Linked DNA regions of Sus scrofa: region 1 is linked to region 2. The links are chromatin contacts, called in public Hi-C maps. All regions are on one chromosome and are shown on one strand. Each heading gives the region's core, a stretch centred on a gene start, on an enhancer-like site or on the middle of the called end of the contact. The rest is flanking DNA. Distances are from core to core; before and after follow the strand shown. Region 1 holds the start of WRAP73 (WD repeat containing, antisense to TP73). Region 2 holds the start of PANK4 (pantothenate kinase 4).

Region 1 (7,678 bases), core at 1,902-4,401, 760 kb after region 2:
GGCTGAGAAGGACTCACGGCCACTGTTGAGAACCACTGAGGCCACAGCTCTCATCTGCTCAATGGCAGACATTCCCTAAGTTCTGCAGGTGCAGGATGCTTCATAGCTGCTCACTCGCCTTCGCTGAGGGACGAGGACATGCACACGGGGCTCCCAAGACCCTCGGGATTTCCCGGGTGATGGAGCACCCCTGTTCCAGGGAGGCGGCTCTAGGTGGGCTTCTGGCTGGGGCTGGTCTCAGGAAGGACCAAGCCAGGATCAGGAGCTTGGAATTTCAGCCCCACCTCCCCTTCTCTTCGGCGACAGCTCACACCTGCATGACGAAGCCCCTGTAAAATCCCAGGGACATGGGGCTCAGAGCATCCGGGCGGGTGACCACATCCATGCAGGGAGGGAGACGCCCCAACTCCACGGGAGCCCCCGCGCCTGGGACCCTCCCAGAGTGCATCCTACTTACCCCTCAGCCAGCTGCTTGTCTGTGTCCCTTCCTCATGTCCTTTATGCAACCACTAAGCCCTCTGAGGGCTGGGAGTCACTCTAGCAAAGTAATGGAACCTCCGAACGACAGCCAGGGGTCAGAAGCACAGGTGACAACCTGGACTTTTGACTGGCCTCTGAAAGGCGGGGCAGTCTTGTGGGCCTGAGCTCCTACCCTGGGGGACCTGGTGCGCTCTCCAGGCAGATGAGACGGTGTCAGGACTGAGCAGGACCCCTGGCCAGTGTGGAGGTGAACGGCTTGGCGTGGGGGCAAACCCACGACCGTGGCCAGATGTGTCGGAAGTGGCAGGCGTGTGAGTATAAGGGAGGGAGGGGTCTCTCACACGCCAGCATTAACATGTTCCTAACTGTGTGCTAAGTGGCAATGACGGTCCCTTGCGGACAGCTACTTCATGCGCCTACGTATTAAATAACAGCCACCTCCAAGCAAACGACTTCTGAGACTGCATATACTCCTCCGCTAAGAGCAGGTCCATCTCCGTTCAAAAATCAAGAACTGGCTTTAACTGTTACTTGCTTCATTTCTGTACTTGCCAGGGTCAAACTAGATCATTGGGTCTTTGTCTGAGGAACTTCCATGTTAAAAAAGCCACACGGATCCCACATGGAGAAAGGAGGCTGAGAGAGTAACTGCAGATTAGAGCAAACACCTGTCTGGTGCTCATTTTTCCACGTGGCAGCTGTGAAAGCTGTGCTCAGCTACAATACATTCCTTATGAAATGGACTGTTTGTAGCAACATTTGGAAAAACCGTATCAGATCTGCTGCAAGATATTAAAAATGGCAACATGAGAAACTATACGTAGTATCTCGTAATAATCCATGATGGAAGAGAATGTGAAAAAAAGAATATATGTGTGTGTATAAGGGATTCACTTTGGACACCTGAAACTAACACAATATTGGAAATCAACTACATTTCAGTTAAAAAAAATTTTTTTTTTTGTCTTTTTGCCATTTCTTGGGCTGCTCCCGCGGCACATGGAGGCTCCCAGGCTAGGGGTCGAATCGGAGCTGTAGCTGTCAGCCTACGCCAGAGCCACAGCAATGCAGGATCTGAGCCACGTCTGTGACCTACACCACAGCTCAGGGCAACGCCGGAACCTTGACCCACTGAGCAAGGGCAGGGATCGAACCCGCAACCTCATGGTTCCTAGTCGGATCATTAACCACTGCGCCACGACGGGAACTCCTAAAAAAAATTTTTAAGTGGCAACAAGGCCCAACTTTTTTCCGCACTGGGTAGAGCTTTGAAGAGCATGGTCCTGATCACATGACCCCTTAGCGCTCATAAGAGTTTAATTGGAGGATAAAAACCAAAAAAAGCACCAAAGTTAAATGAGAAAAATATAAAATTCCTTTTTATAGTTGACCTGGATTTTTGCAAATGACCTTTAAAAAACTAATTCATAGGAGTACTTTGAAAAACACACCAAGGTTTTGGAGTGCCACTTAAGCTAGAGATATTTTGTATTTTGGAACTGAATGCCATGTCCTATGATTTAGAATAGAACCTCCATAAGGAAGGCAAATATGAGGAGTTCCCATTGTGGCTCAGTGATAATGAACCTGACTAGTTCCATGAGGACATGGGTTCGATCCCTGGCCTCACTCGGTGGGTTAAGGATCCGGTGTGGGTTACGGCTTGGCTAGCATCTGGCATTATTGTGCTGTAGGCCAGCAGCTGCAGCTCTGCTTTGACCCCTGGCCCAGGAACTTCCATATCCTGTGGGTGCAGCCCCCCAAAACCAAACAAACAAAAAGGCAAATATGTCACTTGAGAATTACATCCTCAAAGGCCCAGATAAAAGGAATGCAAATAATGCTCAAATTGAAGAAAAGTCATGGGGCCATATGTTAACAGTTAATGAAACTAAGTACACTTTTTATGAAGCATCACTGATGTCTTCATGTCTTTCCAGTACTAACTATCTCCCACCCACCACACCTCCCCCCTCCCCAGGACTCTGAAGCTATACACTGGTCATACCGGTATTTTCAAAACTTAAATTTCATGTACAAGATAGCTCAGCGATGTTAGAACCACCTGCCACCCAGGGAACGAGCAGCTCAAGTCCCAGGAGTGGAGAAAATTCTCTTTATCTGAGCACAGAATGCGAGTCACCCGAATCATTCATCTGGTGTGCGGTGGAGACTGGTGAAATGGGCTGGAAAAGGTGCCAACAATGAGTTGCACCGCTGCACCAGGTTACAGCCAACAGGGCTGGCTTCTATGACAGACTAACAACAAGGGGCTGATAGCTCCTGTGCCCTCAAATGTGTCAAGACAGTATTGTTCTTACCTGCCTTTAACAGATGGAAACCCACGTGCAGGGACGCTGGCAGCTCGCCGGGTCGCCTGCTCAGGTCCTGTCTGCAACACCTGCCCGGGGCCACTGCCTGGGACCCCTGCCCAAGTGAGCAGCAAACCCCCGAGTTCCCTCCATCCAGGCCCCGCGGCGGCCTCGCTCCCGGTGTAGACACACGCCTCCCCGCGGAGAGCCCGCCCTCGGCCCAAGCCCCGCAGCCTCTCACCAGGTACTTGCCGTCGGGGGAGAACTTGCAGAGCAGGTTGGAGAGCTTGAACACCTCCGAGAAGTTCATGGCAGCCGCTGGATCCCGGGCCCGCGGAGCCCCGCCGCAACCGCCCCTTCGAGACCGGAAGTGATGGAAAAGCGGGAAACGCACAGTAGCCAATCAGAAATCAGGGATGACGCGCAGCATTGTGGGGCTTGTAGTTCTCCGCCCCACCCCCGGCACGCCACCACGCTTTAAAGGCGCCGTAGCGGTGCGTCCCACCCGGGATTGCCGCTGGTGCTCCAACATGGGAAGCCTTGAGACCTTCTCCAGCTATGGTTGCCAGATAAAAGGCAGGAAGTGCACCGAAACTGAATTTCAGATAAGCAACGAATAGTTTTCTAGGTTAAAGATGTTCCCAGGAGTTCCCGTCGTGGCGCAGTGGTTAACGAATCTGACTAGGAACCATGAGGTTGCGGGTATGATCCCCGGACTCGCTCAGTGGGTTAAGGATCCGGCGTTGCCGTGAGCTGTGGCGTAGGTCGCAGACGCGGCTGGGATCCCACGTTGCAGTGGCTCTGGCGTAGGCCGGCGGCTACAGCTCCGATTAGACCCCTAGCCTGGGAACTTCCATATGCCGCGGGTGCAGCCCTAGAAAAGAAAAAAAAAAAAAAAAAAAAGACAAAAAAAAAAAATATATATATATATGTTCCCAAAGACTACGTGGCTCATACTTACACTAAAGAATTATCCCCTTATCTGAAATTCAAATGAACTGACATCCTGTGTGTCTGTGTGTTTATATTTATGCATTCATAGTTAATGTAAAGACATATACATAAATTCACACATAAACATGCACTTGTCATTTTTATATAATATGTAACAGTCCAAACACACATATTATATTTTATACATAAAGTATAAGTATTCGTTTTTGTTTGTCTTTTGGCTACATCCCGCAACCATGCCTGCAGCAAGGCCCTCACTTCATGCTCAGGATCCGGGAGAGAACGAAATCGACACTCTGCCGGGAGTGCACCGGGGTTGCATGCACCCACCTGTCTATCGCAAGCCCGCACCTGCGCCCAGACCCGCAAGTGACAGAAGGCCACCAGGGCTCGGCCCTGGGCTCAGCCGCACCCGCCCAAGTCGCAGGCCGGAGCGCGCACCTGCGTCGCACTGGCTCTGCTGATCTCGCTCGCTGCCCCGCTTCTGTCTTGTCCTCTAGTCCACTTCACCCAACAGAGGCCTCCCCCATGCCCCCGCCAGGCGGTGCCCTGCCGCCAGGATTCCCGGGGCTGCACACAGGATCAGATCGCGCAGACCCTGACACCGGCCCCTGACCCTGCGTTCTAAGAACTGAGACCCGGCCTGGGTCCTCTTCGCACCTCTGCACACCCAGCTGGGCCTGCGCCCTTTGGTGGCCCCCCCAACTTCACAGAACGAACGAGTAGGGGATGCGTGCAGGCGCCCTGCTCCGCGGTGCGGCCAGATCAACTCCCTCCCGTGCGTCATTTGTCTTTGGGTCCCCACCGCACCCCGCACCTCAAAGACAGTAGGTGAGCAGTAAAGACGTGTGGAAGTCAGCCACACTCGCCAGGTGAGTTGTGGAACACACGTGGCCAGAGAACCTGGACTGAACCAGCCCGGGCTGCTAGGTTTCACCGGCGACACTGAAGCGAGGGTCCCCCTGGCCTGGAGGCATCGGTTCGGAGGCAGATAACGGTTCCCACGAGCACCAGAAGGAAGTGCATAGCGGGTGCCCGCCGCCCAGAGTCGTCCAGACCTCGTCCAGCGTGTGGGGTTCTCCAGCGGAGGCCTTAGAGGAAGTGGGAGCCCTGGAAGGGAAGCCCGCGTCTGCCCTGCAGGGGACCTGGCCCATGAAGCCACAGGTGGGGGGGGCGGGGGGGTGCCGAGGGAGGCCTGGCTTGCGACAGGTCTCTGTGCGCATGACTCACAGGTCGCCTTGGACACCCGCGCGTACCTGCCCTACGCGGAAATGATTCCGGCCGGGCGGGGCCAGGAGGCGTTGTCCCTGGGAGGGAGCTTGGTGCGGGCGCGACCCTGGAGCGTTTGCGTCCCAAGTGACTCCCCGGACGCGCAGGGGCACAGGCGATGCGTGCCCTTCTGAGCCGAGGAACCCGGCTGGTACCCAGAAGCAAGCGGCTCCACTTTACCCTGGGTTACGGGGCCGCGACCTCCACGCCTGTCCCCTGTAGGCCACAGCCAGTGCAGACACTCCGCGGACCTGGATGGCGGCGCCCCTAAGATGCGCGGCCCTTCTTCTGGGCCTCGGATCCCAAGCGCCCGGCGCGGAGGGTCCGGCGCCGATGGGGGCGGAGGAGCGAGACCCGGAAGATGCGCTGTGGCAGAGAGAGGAAGGAGTGGGCACGCGGACGCCGCATCTCTGCTCCCGATCCCGGCTCCCGCGCGCCCTTGCTCGTACCCCTAAGCCGGCCGAGGGGCCGTGGACACAGCAGTAGGGCTCCGGCGTCCGGTCGGCGCCCAGTCCCAGGCAGGCGGCCGCGCCCGGGGGCCCGGGGGCGAAGCGCGCCAAAAGGCGGCGGGAAGGAGGCGGGGCGGAGCGCGCCCCGGGACCCTGACTCGCACGCGGCCAGCTGGGGGGGCGGAGCCCTGAGCCGCAACCTTGGCCCCGGCAGAGCCCAGCCGGTCCCGCCGCCCCGCGCTCCTCCCGCCAAGGCTCAGCGGCCCGCGCTGCCTTCCCGCCGGCCCGCCGCGGAAGGCGCTAACGCCCGCGGCCACCCCTCCCCGCGGCGCCTCCCCTCCCGCGCCCATATAACCCGCGCCCGCCCTGCTTCCCCACCCGCCGCCGCCCAGCCGCACTCGCTTCACGGCCCGCGCCCGCCGTGCACCCACGAAGGGGTTCCGCGGTGAAGCGCCGGGGCCAGGATTCCCGGAGCTCAGGCGGCACCAGGTAAGCAGCGCGGGGACCTGGAGCGAGGGGACCTGGGCGCGGCGGGGCTCTGCTTGTGGGCCTGAGCCCAGGGCGGCCGGCACGGCGCTTTGCGGCGCCGAAGCTGGTAGTCGACGAGATCATGCACGAACTCGAGGGAGCGGGCCTTAGGGTCTTCCCGGAGTCCGACCAGCTCCTGGGACGCGGCTGGAGGTGGGGGCGGGGGGCCGGCCGGCCGAGTCCAGCCCGGGGGAGGATGCGCTCCTGCCGGCAGTGTGGTGGCCTTTGGGACCCGGAGCAGCCTCGCTGGGATTCCCGCGTCCACCCCGGCTTCCAGGGGAGGTTGAGAATGGAACTCCGGGTCGGGGGAGCAGGTGCAGGTGGAGGTCGGGAGAGGCGCCTGTCGCGGACAAAGCTCCTCCCCGCCGGCTCCACGCTGCACCCACGAGGCTGCACGAATCTGCTGGCGACGGCTGCCCCACCCCCAGGGCTGAGTGGGGCCCTGGTTCCCCTGGACCAGGACGACTGGGCATGACCCCTCGGCTCGCCCCAGGGAGTGGGTTGCTAAGGAGTCTCTTTCCAGAGGGGCATCTCTCAGTGGCCCTGTGTTGGCTGGGGTGCCCGCTGGCCTCCTGAGCGTTTCCTCTGGGAAAAGGAGGGGTCAGAATCCGGCCCCTGGCCAGAGGCAACTTCTCTCTCCTGCCCCTCCTTGCCCTGCAGTCACCGTCCTTTCAGACTTTGGAGGATGGGGGGGGCGCTACTACCTTTTTTCTCAGCTGGTCTTTTTGCCCGGGCACTGAGTGGATTTGCACAAAGCATGCCCGTGTCCGCATAAATGAATGGGTGTCAGGTCGACCACCGCCAACCCGTGAGGGGCTGGGGAACAGTGCCTGGCTCACTTCTGCCCAGAGCTCCAGGTGTCCTGTGGTCTGTTTATTAAACACTGGACATTTGGGAGCCCTTGGCTCATGGTTTGGTTTGGTTTACATTCATTGTTGCTGTTTATTTGTTTCGCTTTAATGCTCCCCAGAAGTCCAGCACCCACGTTTTGATTTACTTAATACAAGCTGAAAGAGGACTGTATCAAGAACAAAAGCATAGAGTGTTTGAAAATTTGCAACATGTGGATATATGGATTATGCATGCAATTTGAAAAATAAAAGTCACGTACCAGAAACTGCTAGGGTGTCCCTGGGGGCGCTGCCAGAGGACTGGCCATGGGAAGCTCAGCCCCGTTTCACAGTCCTGGTGAAGGTTCTGGGTATCAGGGTAGCTGCCTCCAAATTCTGCAGGGCCGCCCTATGGGAATGGCCAGTCTGGAGCTGTGGTTAGTGGTGGCAGTGTAGAGGTCAGAATGTGGGGCTCTGATCCCATCTTCACCTCTTCTTACTGGTCATGGACCTCGAGCAAGTTGCCTAACCGCTTTGAGCCTCAGTTTACTCATCTGTAAGGAAAGGTGATAATAGCCCAGAGGGTTGGGGGAAGAGTAACCAAGATGGCATATCTAAAGAGCTGAGCATGGTGCATGCCTCTCACAAGTGGGCCCCAAAGTGCTGGCTGTTCATGCTGCTCCAGAGTTCAGAGAACCAGAGGACAGCAGGTGTCCCCAGGGGGAACAGGATGGCTGGCAAAGAGACACGACTCGGCCCCCCCCCCCCCCGCATAGGGATACCGTAACAAGGATGCCTCCTTGAGTCACTATTGATAGGGTATGCCCCGCCCACATTCTCGAGTGAGGTGCAGACG
Region 2 (6,977 bases), core at 2,827-5,326:
GGACCCGCGCGTGCCGCCTCAGGGAGGGGCTGGCTCTAGGCCACCCCTAGCACCCCAGCAGCAGTTCGGTCACCCGAAGGGACGTGGGACCCTCGAGTCCCCACAGGAGGGAGGCAGAGCAGGCAGGGCAGAGCGAGCAGGCCGGGGGCACTTCTGCCAGGGCCCAGGATGGCGGGGCGCTGAGCGGGGCGGCAGGGAAGGGTTATCGGCAGGAAGCTCCCCACCGCGAGGCCGCCAGGAGGCTCACCTTGCCCGAGTGGTCAAAGGAGCGCACTCGGGCCACTTTGTGCTGCACGGTGGAGTAGTAGGCCAGCTTGGTCAGAGAGCCGCCTGCGGGAGACACAGGCGCAGCAGGGTGAGAAGCGGCTGGAAGGGACCCAGAGGCCACCCTTCCACACGCCTGCCTCTGCCAGACCTAGGCCCTGCCCACAAAGAATCTGATGCTGCTTGAACTTGAACACCCTGCAGGGCCAGAGAGAGGACGCGGATGAACTGCAGGAGCCACACGTTCTGCTTTCTCTGAAAAGGGCCCCTGACCAGCGCTGAGAGGGCCCATTTCCCCTCCAGCGCCACGTCCAGAGGAAAAGGAAACGACTGTTTCTGGGTGACCTCGGCGATCACGGGTGGCCTGGGAAATTCTGCTGCAAGCTCTCATCTTGAGGATGGACCCGGGGCAAGAGTGGACACACTCACTGCGTTTATGGAAAAGCACACACCTGGCGGCCTGTGGAAAGGGGCGGAGGGGGCTGTTCTCACCGGGAGCGCCCAGGAAGGCCTGCCTGGGAGATGCTCGGGGCCGGGGACGCCCATGAGGCCCTGCAGAGGGCATCGCTGGAAGCCAGGTGCCCCCTGTTACCCGGCGACCACGGGGAAACAGATGAGGCCTCGGCACGTCAAGACCCCCAGGGTGTCCTTCCCGAGGATGAGGGGAGCCCTCTCCTGAGCCGAAGTGAGGCTTCGGGGGAGGCGCCAGGGAGCTCGCAGCTGTTCAAGGCCCGCCGGTGAGCGGAGAAGCGGAAGCCTCAGCCCCGCCAGACGGCTTTGGAACCAACTGTGTTTTCAGAGGGAACTCCCTCGTTATGAGAAGAAGGCTACAGGTGTCAACAACTGCTGGCTCGTGACAAACACTGAGGGAAGGTATGAGAACCGTCTGGGGGGGGAAGCATATTGGAGACACCAAGGTCACAAGGACCACGGCAGGGGACACAGGTCAACCCCACCCCAGTGTGAGCTCGGTCACACCTGGCCTGGTGGAGCCGCCACCTGGCAGCATGGCCAGGGCCTCCCGACCTGCGGTGACCTGGCCTCATGGGCCCCGTGTTCAGTTACTAAGCACCGCGGCACAGGCTTGTCTCAGCCCCAGGCCGCGAGCTCAAGCTGCGAACCTGGCCTGGAGCCTCCTGATCCCTCCTCCCTGCCCCCACCCATGGCCTGGCCACCAGCGTCACTAAAGCGCTTGGGCCTGAGTCACCTCTGTGAATAAGCGGCTTCCCCAAAGGACAAGCAACACGAAGAGATGAAGCTGCATTGTGAGCAGCTCATCGAGAGTTACCACAAACAGAGGCCTGGGTCACAGACGTGCCATCTCAGACAGCGTGTTAGCTTAGCTTGAAATCACCACCGAAACACAGTGTTAGGGTTTGTGGGGGTCCCGCACACCACACACCCTGAGTGGGGCAATGCCTCCTTCTCCCCCCCAGGAGCCACTGGATGGTGGTCTGGGTGCAAGCGGAGCAGGACAGTCACCCTGAACGGCTCAGTGCACAGAGCAGAAGGGCGGAGCCTGCGGGGCGCAGGTGGGCTCATCTAGTCCCAGGATCCCTCAGGATGAGAGGGGATGCCAACCTGGGCCCCCTGCCCCTGCAAGTCACACCTGACCAGGGCAGGGACCAGGTGATGGCACACAGCACTGTGGACGCCACAGGGCATCCCTGACTGACAAGAGGAACCTGAGCCAAGACCCTCCATCCAGTTTGCCCAGACCCACGGGGGCCTGGCACAGGGCTGACCTTCTACCCCAGGCACCAAGGCGGGCAGGACACCCCTTGCCTTCACCTGAGGGACCCTTCCTTCCACAGGAACCTGGAGTCAAGTCAGCTTCAAGAATGTGTTGACACAAAGCATCAGACGCTTTGGGAGGGGATACCAGTGGACAGGGGTGCCCCATGCAAGAAAGGAAAAGCCTTGCCTAGGACCCAGCAACTGAGCTCTCCTGGACTGGGAGGCTAGGGGAGGGGAGAGGAAACCGGAAGCCCGCTTGTCAACCCCACGCTGACGAGCACCCTGGCTTTGTGGACTCCTGGGTGGAGGACCCCTGCCTGCCCTGACCTGTGACCTCTCACCAGCTGCATGAGCCAGTCTGTGCTTCACAGCAACAAACATGTCCTTCGAAGAACCAGAGACAGAGCACCCAGCCCCAGGGTGGGGGGATCTCACAAGGAAATAAATGCCAACCATTGAAACTACTCCTTTGAGCGTCCTTCTGCCAAGGAACTGGACCAGGCAGGCACTCCTCCCTCTGCGGCCACAAGCTGGCCCCAGGAGCCACACAGAACACCCCGGGGGGGAAGAGAAACGGGAGGTGCCAACTGGTTGGAGCAGACTCAAGCGGCACCAAGCCTGGGGCCTCAGGGCACACGCCCCCCGGGGAAATGCCACCACAGCAGTGCAGGCAGGGCTCAGAGAACATGGGAGGTGGCTCCCAGGGGCTGGGGCTCCCACCCAGCCCGGCACGACGTCCAGCAGAGCACGGATCCCTCAGGTTCCCTCTCGGGGAGACAAGCTCCAGGTCACAGAGCTGCCCACGCCCACCCCCACCCCCGCCCCGCCTGGCTCTGCCCCGCCTCCAGGCCAGTCTCCTAAAGCCCACTGCGGTTTCCAGGTGGGGACTAGGGACGCGGGCCACTCTCCGCCCCCACTTCTCTGGACGGCCCCCTCCCCCAAAACCCGTGACTCCAGGGACCCCCCCACCCACCCAAGGACAGGGGAGCGGGCCGGTCCAACCCCTCCAGGAGAGGAGCGCCACGATGGGCCAGGCCTTGGGGGGTCCCGGACCACGCGAGCTCGGGCCGCAGCCCGGATCGGCTGCGACCGCGAGAGGCAGGGCCGCCCCACTCAGCGCGCCGCACGCAGGCAGGGCGACAGCAGCCTAGCGTTGGCGGTCGGCCGGCCGGGTCGCCGCGCCTCCTCCTCAACGGAGACAAGGGCCAGCGCGCCAGGGTGGGAGGAGGGCCCTGCGGGGGGGCGGGGCACGGGCACTTTCGACCTGAGTCCGCGCCTAGGTCGACAAACCGCCGGCCCCTGAGCTCCCGCCGGGCAGCCTCTCCCGCGGGACTACGAACCCCGGCATGCCCCGCTCCGGTCGTGAGGCGCCTGCCGGGAGCTGTAGTCCCGCTGCCACGGCTAGCGTGCACCTGTAGACGGTAGCGAACTACAAGGCCCGATAGGCCATGCGCGCCCGCAGCCGCGGACTACAAAGCCCGACAAGCCTTTGGCGCCGCGGCCCACGCCCCGCCCTTCGTCCTTGCCACCGCCCCGGCCCGCCGGCCCCGCGCCCACGCCCACCCCCGCCGCCCAGCTCCCCTCGCCCGCCCGCAGCGACCTATATCTATGGCGAAGCGCTTGGCGTTCTCCAGGTTGCGGAAGATCTCGTCGGGGGGCAGCGTAATGCTCTTGTCCAGGCTGTCCCCGCTGCTCCCGCTGCCGCTCGCTCCACACTCCGCCATTTTGAATGTGCCCGGCCAGTCTCATCAGCCATGGAGATATATGCGCATATATTTGACTGTTAAGCGCCTCCTGTGCATATATTATGCTAATGATCCCGGGCAGGCCCCCGCCCCCCGTCTCCGCTGCAGCTCGAAGCGCCGACTCGCGCTGGCCAGGAAGCGGGCTCCAGAGACCCGGCGGTGGGCAGCTCACGCAAAACCTCTGGGCTGTCGTCGTCTCTGCTGTCCCTTCACTGAGCTGGCCGGATGCTGACCTCAAGTGATCTGAGCAAGTGCAGAGGCGGCACCTGGGGCTTGCAGCCCACCAGACGGACCGCTTCTGTCAGCGAGTGGTACTGAAAAGCTTGGCAACTACGGCAAAGGTGCTTGAGCGCCACCAGCCTGGATCCCTGGGAGCGCAGGGCCGCCGGTGCCCCACTTCCCATGCAAACAAGGAGTAGTTGGTGACTTTGCCCCCTAGGAGCCCCCACCCCGCCCCGCCCAGAATCTCTTGTGATGCAGTGGGTTAAGGGTCTGGTGTATGTAGTCTGCGTTGTGGCTGGGGCTCAATCCCTGGCCCAGGTACGTCCACATTCAGCAGCGCAGCCAAAAAAAAAAAAAAAAAAAGAAGAAGAAGAAGAAAAGGGGGCAAGAAAATGCAGGGGAAGGCACGAGAGCCTGCCTGGAAAAGGTTACTTTTCTGGCAAAAGAGGGACACTGTGGAAGTTTGCAGGGAACAAGCTGAGAAAGCTCCCAGTTGGTGTTGGGGATGGGCTTCCAGGGCTGGTTACTGAGAACCTCGGGGATGGGTGTACTCCTAAGGCAGCGAGGCGCTTTGTGAAAGAGCCCCGTGTTGGCCCTTAAGGTGGCTTTGGACCTGCCTCTAGGTGACCCTGAACCAGCTACTTTGAGTCTTTGGCTTCCGGCCTTGAGCGTGCTACCAGTTGCCTGGTAGGGCCCATAGGAGCACAGGCCCTCCAGAGACAAAAACTCAGAGCTCCAGGGGTGATTCGGGGGAGGGGCTGGTGCACCAGGAGGGCTAGCAGCCTTGTGGGCCAGCCTGGCCAGGGGGCACTCCCACGAGGACAGCGGTTGCCCCTGCTGAGTGCTGCCCCTGCTGAGTTCATGGACGTGCCTGCCTTACAGCAGTAGATGTGGAGGACGTGGGAGGGGCTTCCCATCCCTGGCTCGGCAGTCCCAGGGCTCAGCAGGGACCCCAGAGGCCACTAGCAGCACTGCTCTGGACGTCCCCCGCAGGGTGGACAGACAGGGATGGAAGGCGAGCAGGAAGGAGGGAGGGCCAGCCTGGGCACCTCCAGGTTCCTGCAGCCTGTGGCCTGCCTAAAAATAGATGCCCTTTCCAAGGCAAGGCCTGCCCTTGGCAGGTTTGTTGCCAGCACTGCCTGTTTTGCTCCAGGGAGCAGTCGGGCTGCAGGGAAGTCTGGGCAGCCACCTGTGGGTTGTCCAGGAAGGTGCCCTCAGGAGCTCGTCCAAGTGCGAAGGCTGTTGGATATGCAGGGAGAGGCCACCATCTCCTGTGCGTTGGAGCCAGCTAAGCCCCATTTGCTGCAGCAAGAGATCCCTGGCAGGCTGTGGCTTTCTGGTCTCTCTCAGCTGGACAGAGCCGGAAGGTCCCCACCCCCACCCGCAGGGAGCTAGAGAGGTCTAGGGCTGGAACCCAGGCCCCCCAGCTCCTCCCCACCGCATCCCCTCCTCCTGCATCCAGGGAGCTCCACAAGGCCTGCTCCCTTCCAGCCCGCCTCTCCTCTGCTTCCCCAAGCCCTGCTTCTCCCCTGCCTCTGGGCCTGTTCCCTTGCCCCTCAACACTGGCTTCTGCTCTGCCTCCCTCCCCCCTCCCTCCTCCTTCCTCCCTCCTCCCCTCAGTGGGTGCCCAGCCCTTCCTCCAGAGGGTCACTGGCCGGGACACTGCCCACCCGTGGTTGCATGCCAGCATAGAGCCCACCCCCCGCTTCATCCCGGCAGACCCGCCTGCCAGGCGGCTGCCAGGGGCCCATGTGAGGCACAAGAGACAGGCGGTGGAGGGGGCTGAGTAGTCAGATTTTATTAGAAGAGTCTCGAAGAGCAGTCCCGTGGCTCCCACGTGACCGAGAGTTCAAATTCTGAGTACAGAGTCGTGCCCACGCACACCCACCCACACGGGAATCCTTTAAGGATCATGTGGAGGACCCTCCCCCCCCACACACAGCCCACTGTGAGCCCCGAACCAGATGACCAAGCCGACGCAGGGGCCCCTCAGCCATGGCCCTGCCTGGTCCTTCCGCACCCATCCAGGCTGACTCTCTTTCCTATGAGGATACACCTTGAGCTCCGCCTTTACAAAAGGCAAATGTGCCCATGGCACGGCCGGCCCGCTGGCCCGGCAGCACCGGATCTGAAGCAAGCCCTCTACTCGCGGGGCGCTGGCTGGCCGAGCCCCGCCGCCTACAAATATCATAGAACCCCCGCAGCAGCGGGGACTTCCCAGAAGTCACTTGCTGAAATGCAAACACAGAGCAACCCCATGGGGTCGGACATTTGGCAGAAGATGGGCCCTGATTGTCCTAAGTGACAAGGACTCTGCGCACACATTCTCTGAGAATGACCCTCCCGCTGGCCCGCCAGCCTGGAGAGAGAGCCCCTGGAGAGGGGCTGGTGCAAGCCAGGGGCGGCACAGACGAGGGGAAGGCCCTTCCCTCCGCCGGAGGCCCGCGCTGGCCCTCTGGTCCTTGGGTCAGGGAGGCTGCCCGCCGGTCCCGCCGGTCACCACGGCCGCCAGAGGCCGCAGGCGGGCTGGCGCGCGGCGGCGGCGGCGGCGGCCTTGGCCGGGGTGGGCGCGGGCGCGGTGCCGGGCGCCTTGGGCTCCTTGGCGGGCGTGGCGGGCGCGGCCGGGGGTCGCTGGAAGTGGTAGAGCAGCTTCATCTGCGTGTCGCTGGCCGCGTGCAGCGTCAGGAACTGCACGGCCTCCTGCAGGCACCACGAGTAGCCCTCGCTGTAGTCCTGGTGCAGGCTCTTGGGGCCGGCGGCGGCGGCGAAGGCTGCGGGGAGCCGGGAGGCGGTGAGGCGAACGGCGCGCGGCGCGGGGGCGTTGGGGCGCGGGGCGGGCCGGGGCGGGGGGCCGGCTCACCTTTGCTGTGTTTCAGGTAGCTGACGGCCATCTCCAGGATGTCGGCCTTCTCCAGCTTGGAGTTGGGCTGGTGGCGCGCGAATTCCTGCTCCAGCAGCAGCTTCAGCTGCTCGATACTGCTGTTGATGCGGTCGCGGCGCATCTTCTCC

Evidence for each region. Hi-C and Micro-C count contacts between places; a contact is called where the count stands out from the background.
Region 1: a Hi-C map of liver shows a contact between it and region 2, with 6 times the contacts expected there. The contact joins the promoter of WRAP73 here to the promoter of PANK4 in region 2. A contact is called at or near these places in 1 of 5 promoter capture datasets (liver) and 1 of 47 Hi-C or Micro-C datasets (liver).

What each region holds. Positions count from the first base shown.
Region 1 is chr6:65,163,910-65,171,587 of Sscrofa11.1, forward strand. WRAP73 (WD repeat containing, antisense to TP73) reads right to left here and starts at 3,152. Exons shown (of 12, transcript NM_001244721.1): 1 at 3,034-3,152. The coding sequence starts at 3,102. TP73 (tumor protein p73) reads left to right here and starts at 5,861. Exons shown (of 14, transcript XM_021095218.1): 1 at 5,861-5,953.
Region 2 is chr6:64,403,367-64,410,343 of Sscrofa11.1, forward strand. PANK4 (pantothenate kinase 4) reads right to left here and starts at 4,077. Exons shown (of 19, transcript XM_003356124.5): 1 at 3,602-4,077; 2 at 248-330. The coding sequence starts at 3,725. It overlaps HES5 (transcription factor HES-5), which reads right to left. Exons shown (of 3, transcript XM_021097834.1): 2 at 6,829-6,977; 3 at 5,744-6,739. The coding sequence ends at 6,465.